2 separate regions of the Sus scrofa genome follow, and region 2 is linked to region 1. The links are chromatin contacts, called in public HiChIP or PLAC-seq maps. All regions are on one chromosome and are shown on one strand. Each heading gives the region's core, a stretch centred on a gene start, on an enhancer-like site or on the middle of the called end of the contact. The rest is flanking DNA. Distances are from core to core; before and after follow the strand shown. Region 1 overlaps KRI1 (protein KRI1 homolog). Region 2 overlaps SLC44A2 (choline transporter-like protein 2).

Region 1 (3,002 bases), core at 137-2,636:
CTCGGAACATCGCATCCTCTGTGCGCCGAAAGGACGAGCGCAGGAAGGAGAGGAGGGAGGAGACGCGAGAGCGGAAGAAGAGGGTGAGTGTCGGGGTGACTTGCTGGGGGGTGGTCCCCAGCCTGTGAAGAGGAGCCCATGCCCCCTCTCTCACCCTGGCCTGCTGCCCACAGGAAAAAGCAAGGAAGCAAGAGGAGCTCAAGCAGCTGAAGAATCTGAAGAGGAAGGAGATTCTGGCCAAGCTGGAGAGGCTGCGGCAGGTCACGGGCAATGAGACCCTGGGCTTTGAGGAGCAGGACCTCGAGGATGACTTTGACCCCGCCCGGCACGACCAGCTCATGCAGGTGAGTCCAGCTGTGTCACTTCAGAGAAATGGCTTAACCTCTCTGAGCCTGTGTCTCTGAAATTAAGTTGGGGAGTTCGCTGGTGGTTCAGTGGGTTATGGACCTGGTGTTGTCACTGCTGTGGTACAGCTTCGATCCCTGGCCTGGGAACTTTCACATGCCATGGGTGTGGCAAAAAAAAAATAAGTTGGTTAATGGTCAAGGAACTGCGGGTCACTGTCTTTCCTTTAAACTCTCTTACTGAGGAGTTCCTGCTGTGGCTGAGTGGTAATGAACCCAACTGGTATCCATGGAGATGTGGGTTCGATCCCTGGCCCCACTCAGTGGGTTAAGGATCCAGCATTGCTGTGAGCTGTAGTATAGGTCACAGATGCAGCTCAGATCTGGTGTTGCTGTGGCTGTGACGTAGGTCAGCAAGCAGCTACAGCTCCAGTTGGACCCCTAGCTTGGGAACTTCGATATGCTGTGGATGCAGCCCTAAAAAAATAATAAAGTAAAAAAATAAACTCACCTGTTGAGCTGCTAGTGTTTTTTGTTGTTGTAGATGGGGAAACAGTTTCAGGCTATGGAAACAGACAATGAGGGCTGGATGGGAGAAGTGGTGGGGAACATGGACACTGCAAAGCGGCCCCTGACTAAGCCTGGGAGGTCAGGGAAGGAGACTAGACATGTGTAGGTGGGCCAGGTGATAACTGGGCTGGGTGGGTGCTGTGTGGTCGGAATTCAGCCTTCACTTTCTAGAAGCTTAATCCTGAGCTTCAGTTTCTCGGTATTCTGAGGTTTCTGCACCTCTGGGTGCTTGTGAAAACCCAGTGAGGTGAAGCCCAGCGTCAGGCATGTAGTGGGTGCTTAATAAATGACACAGTTGGTAATGTCTGCTTATGCCAGTCAAGTGGAACAGGGCGCACAGAGGAAGGGGTTGGCGAGGGCAAGATGAGCCAAGAAGTGGGTGTGGGGGGGCAGACGCACCGCGTCAGCCTGCTCCCAGCAGGAGCTGGGTCCCTAGGGGGCGCTGGGGAGCCGTGTAAAGGGCGGGAGGAGAGCTGTCTCTGCTAACCCACTCCCCAACAACCCTGCAGAAGTGCTTTGGGGATGAGTACTACGGCACCGCAGAGGAGGAGAAGCCGCAATTTGAGGAAGAGGAGGGGCTTGAAGGTGAGGTCACCGGTTAGGGTTAGGGGGAAGTGGGCTGGGGTGGGGGCGCTTGGCCCAATCTGACGCCCACTGCTGTCTTTCTGTCCTCTGGAACCAGATGACTGGAACTGGGACACGTGGGCTGGGCCGGAGCAGGGTGGAGCTTGGAGCCAGCCGGAGCTGCACTGCGAGGACCCAGACTTCAATGTAGGTGCCCTGGGCTTGGGGATGGGGGGGCGGGGCACTCACAGGGTCCTCCAAGGCCCGGAGGGCAGGTCTGACCCATGCGTCCTGACAGATGGATGCCGACTATGACCCTAGCCAGCCTCGGAAGAAGCACCGCGAGGCTCCTTCCCTGGGCAAGAAAAAGCGAAAGTCTCCCTTCGCCACCGCTGTGGGGCAGGAAAAGCCTGTGTTTGATCCCGGTGAGGCCAGGCGGGCTGCCGTGGGCAGGTAGGGGCTCTGCTGATCTGGCGCACTTCGGCAGCCTGGCTCTGTCTGTCCCTTCGTAGGGGACAAGACGTTTGAGGAGTACCTGGATGAGTATTACCGGCTAGACTACGAGGACATCATTGATGACCTGCCCTGCCGCTTCAAGTACCGGACGGTGGTGCCCTGCGACTTCGGGCTCAGCACGGAGGAGGTGGGATCCCAAGGACATCCGCTAGGCAAGGGGGAGCCCGGAGCTTGCCCGGGCTATGACATGGCTGGTTTCTTCATCACAAAAGCAATAGGAATAACGGAGTTCTCTCGTGGCACAGTGGGTTAGGGATCTAGTGTTGTCACTGCAACAGCTTGGGGGGCTCCTTTGAGGCAGGTTCAGTCCCTAGCCTGGGACCTTCTGCATGCCACTAACGCAGGAGAAAAAAAAAAAGGCAATAGGAATAATAGTGCTAATGATGATACCGCTAAGATTACCTGCCTCAAACGGTTTCTGCAAAGCAGAGGCTCAAATGGCGGAGAAGGTGACTAAGGCTTAGAGTCAGGTCCCCCCCAGGCAAACACACAGGACCTCACCTTCCCTCCCCCTTAGATCCTCGCTGCTGACGACAAGGAGCTGAACCGGTGGTGCTCCCTGAAGAAGACATGCATGTACAGGTGAAGGGGTGGGGCTGGGCTGGGTGCCCTGGGAGGAGTGGTGGGTGAGCTGGCAGGCAAGTGTGGGCACCACCCAGAGCACCCAGAGACAGGTGAGTCTGCCTGATGCCTACAGGTCGGAGCAGGAAGAGCTGCAGGACAAGAGGTCGTACAGCCAAAAGGCCCAGAATACATGGAAAAAGAGGCAGATCTTCAAGTCGCTCTGCTCAGAGGAGTGAGTGTTGCTGGTTGAGGGGTGGGGGTGGGCATGGGAGCCCTCCAGGCCCAGGTTTGAGTCATGCCTTGTCACCCATTTGTTGTATGACCTTGGGAATGGGGCTTCCCTTCTGATACCTGGGTTCAAATCCTGGCTGGACCACAGCTGTGTGACTTTGGGCAAGTCACTTTCCCTCTCTGGGCCTGTTTCCTCATTTATAAAATGGAGAT
Region 2 (3,002 bases), core at 215-2,714, 68 kb before region 1:
TGAAGAAAATAAACAGAGTGATGTGGTCATCACCAAGAGTGGCCAACTTCAGACGAGTGGGAAGTCTTCCTGGAGGTGACCCTTGAGCTAAAAGCAGGAGTATTTCAGGCACAAGCCCTGGGGCCAGGGTGGCTGGAAGAGCCGGCAAGGGGGTGTTAATGGGTCAGGGCCTTGTGGGCTGCCTTGAAGACTTTGGGTTTCACTGGGGGTTCTTGAGCAGAGACGATTATGAATTCAGGTGTTTGCAGGTGCCCTTCTGTGCCTGCTCGGGGTGGGTCAGGGAGGGAACAGCGAAGGACAGGGTGGGGGGTGGGGGGTGATGAGTGATGAGAGCTGGAAACTGAAGATACGGGGAGAAGTGGGAGGGTTTAGGACCTATTTTGGAGGCAGGGTTAACAGGAACTGAGGGTAAGGAAGGAACCAACTCAAAAGATGGGGTTTGGCGTTCCCCGGTGGATCAGGCTATGGCTCAGCTTGAAAATTGGGAACTTCTGCATGCCTTTAGATGCAGAAGGAAAAAAAAAAATGAGGTGAACAAGCAAACTCAGAGAATGGCTGTACAAGATATAGGGTGAGGTCTTTGGGGTCAAGACCTGAACTTCTCAGCCCCTTGTCTACTGGGCAACCTTCAGACACTTCGCCCAACTTCCCTACCTTAACTAATGAATGGGGAGAGTATACATGCAGATAAAAAGTACTCCAGGGGTTCCCGCTGTGGCACAACAGAATCCATGGTGCCTCTGCAGCTCTAGGATGAAGGTTTCAATTCCAGCCTAGCACAGTGGGTAAAGGATCCAGTGTTGCCACAGCTACAACATAGGTTGCAATCTGATCCCTGGCCCAGGAACTCCATATGCCTCGGGGTGGCTTAAAAAGAAAAAAAAAAAAAAAAAGTACTCCAAAAACTTTTAAGAAAAAATTCCAGGCAGAGCTTCTGTGCTTGCCTGCTTGTATCTCTCACAAGCGTCCTAATAAACCTATTTTTGCCTACCAATCACTTTGTCTCTCGCTGAATTCCTTCTGCACAGAGACACAAAGAACCTGAACCTCAGTGAATCCAGACACAGGGAAATTCTGTGAGAAGTAGCAGCTGCAGCTGCAAGACATGAAATTCCACCCTGGAAAATAAAATGAGTGCATTGCTGAGTCCAGAGTGAACATCAGAAACTTAGACACCTAAGCAGAATGCCCTGTATTCACACATGTATGATCATTGTGGCTTAACCATGAGCTCTCTACCTGCCTCCTGTTCTTTATGTAGCTGCCAAAAAGGGATGTGGATAATGATCACAATTTGCTGTATCCTCAGGTTATCTTTATAAACAAATATGCAAATATAAACCATCATTATGAGATTAAAAAAAAAAAAAAAATTCCAGGGACATTCCAGGATGTACAGGGTGAGAAAGGCAGTTAACACAGTGGGGCCATGAGACAAGTGATAGACAGCTGGCACCAGGGGGCAGTGGCGAGCCTCCAGGCAGCAGGGCGGGGCAGCTCTGCAGGTCCCAAGCCACTAGATTAGACTGTGATTGATGCCCAGGTGCCTGGCCCAGGCTGGAGACAAAGGGGGCCTGGGGCACGTGTCTAGGCTGTGTGCTGAGGCAGTGGGCAGGTCAGTGCTGCCCTCTGGAGTCTAGGCATCAGGAGAAACCTCAGCTGCCTGCATGGTGGAATACGGATAGAGACAGGCCAACAGACAGAGGGCTTCCTGCTCTCCCTCCTTCCCCTGGGGAAAGTTGCTAGGGTTCAGAGGATCCCGGGGCTTTTGAAGCTGGGGTTCCTCCTACCAGCCTCCCACTCCCCCGACAAACACTCCAGGCCCAGGCTCTGTACAATAGGCACTTTATTAGTGGTTGGAATGCAGTTACATGTAGGGCTGTGAGGACAGCACAGGGAAGGGGGTGGCAGGCACAGGAGAAAGAAACCCTAGGCTGGGGTTTCTCCCTCTCTGGGATCCCGGATCCAGGGCCTTGGGAGATGGCGAAGGGGGAACCAGGACACCAGTTCCCCTGAGTTCAACAAATTTGGCAAAAGGATCCTCAAGGTGAGGTGACTGGGCAGAAGGGCCCCCCCCCCATTTGCCCAGGGCATCTGGCCCTATTCCCACCCCCCTTTCATCTGAAATTGTCCCTTGGGTGGATTCAGTTCTTTTCTCTCTCACAAAGAGAGCTGTGTCAATAACTGGCAGAGAAAGGAGAGAAATTCGGCCCAACCCCACCAGCCAGCCTGCCAGGCAGCCGGTTTCCATTAAGCTGCTGCTAGCCACCTCCTCCCTCCTGCCCCACACCAGCCTGCTCCCAGGCAACCTCCCCTGACAGCTTCCCTCCCCCTTCTCCCATCAACACAGCCTACTACTGTCTCCCCTGCCAGGAAACACCCCAACCTGGGTGCGCACACTCCCACCCCAGCCACACCCAAGGAGTGGACACGAGAAAGCAGAAAAGCATTCCTTAGCAGACCCATCTCAGTCGTGAAGACGGACAGAAAAAAAGCTAACAGATCCTTTAATGCACATCCAGGTTAAAAAAATATTAACGAAGAAATGCCTGGAGTGGCCGGTGGCCAGTTGTTCAGCCCTGGAGAAGGGTCCTGGCATTCTGGCCGGAGCAGACACAAAGTGAATGGTGGTAGCCTTGCTGTGGTCACCGCTTCTGCATACACAGATGCTGTCCTGTCCTAAAAGGGGGACAGGCGATGGAGGACAGCCCACAGAGGCCGGGTTCTCTCGCCTGCCAGCCATCAAGAAGCCTCGCTGCGCTTCTCATCCGGGCCAGGGGAGGCTGGAAAGACTCACTGTGCAGTCTTGGGGGGCTGCCCTGTGAAAACAGACTGGCCCTTGGTATAGGGATGGGATGCCCCCAATCCTCCAGCTTCCCAGAAATGGGTGGTGACTGGATGATGCGGGGCTGGAAGAGGGTGGCAGTGATAGGACTTCAGGTCAGCCCGATGGGCTAGGGATTCTGACCCACAGCTGCCGAGCACCCACTGTGAGACTTTCA

The links. HiChIP or PLAC-seq counts read pairs in DNA pulled down with a chosen protein or histone mark.
Region 2: a contact with region 1 is called in an H3K27ac HiChIP or PLAC-seq map of alveolar macrophages. The contact joins two enhancer-like sites. A contact is called at or near these places in 3 of 5 promoter capture datasets (fetal liver, liver and skeletal muscle), 31 of 47 Hi-C or Micro-C datasets (alveolar macrophages, blood, brain and 15 more) and 2 of 2 datasets of contacts at active chromatin or transcription factors (alveolar macrophages and skeletal muscle).

Annotation. Positions count from the first base shown.
Region 1 is chr2:69,329,530-69,332,531 of Sscrofa11.1, reverse strand. KRI1 (protein KRI1 homolog) reads left to right here. Exons shown (of 19, transcript XM_013987437.2): 11 at 1-83; 12 at 174-344; 13 at 1,424-1,499; 14 at 1,597-1,685; 15 at 1,777-1,903; 16 at 1,991-2,121; 17 at 2,512-2,576; 18 at 2,692-2,790. Among named protein-coding and RNA genes, the nearest start is that of KRI1, 6.1 kb to the left of the region's middle. Within about 2 kb of position 1,386, at least 9 of the 83 cell types and tissues checked have an H3K27ac peak or open chromatin away from gene starts, as enhancers often do. A contact at or near this core is called in alveolar macrophages, where this site is marked.
Region 2 is chr2:69,397,908-69,400,909 of Sscrofa11.1, reverse strand. SLC44A2 (choline transporter-like protein 2) reads right to left here. Exons shown (of 22, transcript XM_021083792.1): 22 at 1,829-3,002. Among named protein-coding and RNA genes, the nearest start is that of ILF3, 14 kb to the left of the region's middle. Within about 2 kb of position 1,464, at least 20 of the 83 cell types and tissues checked have an H3K27ac peak or open chromatin away from gene starts, as enhancers often do. A contact at or near this core is called in alveolar macrophages, where this site is marked.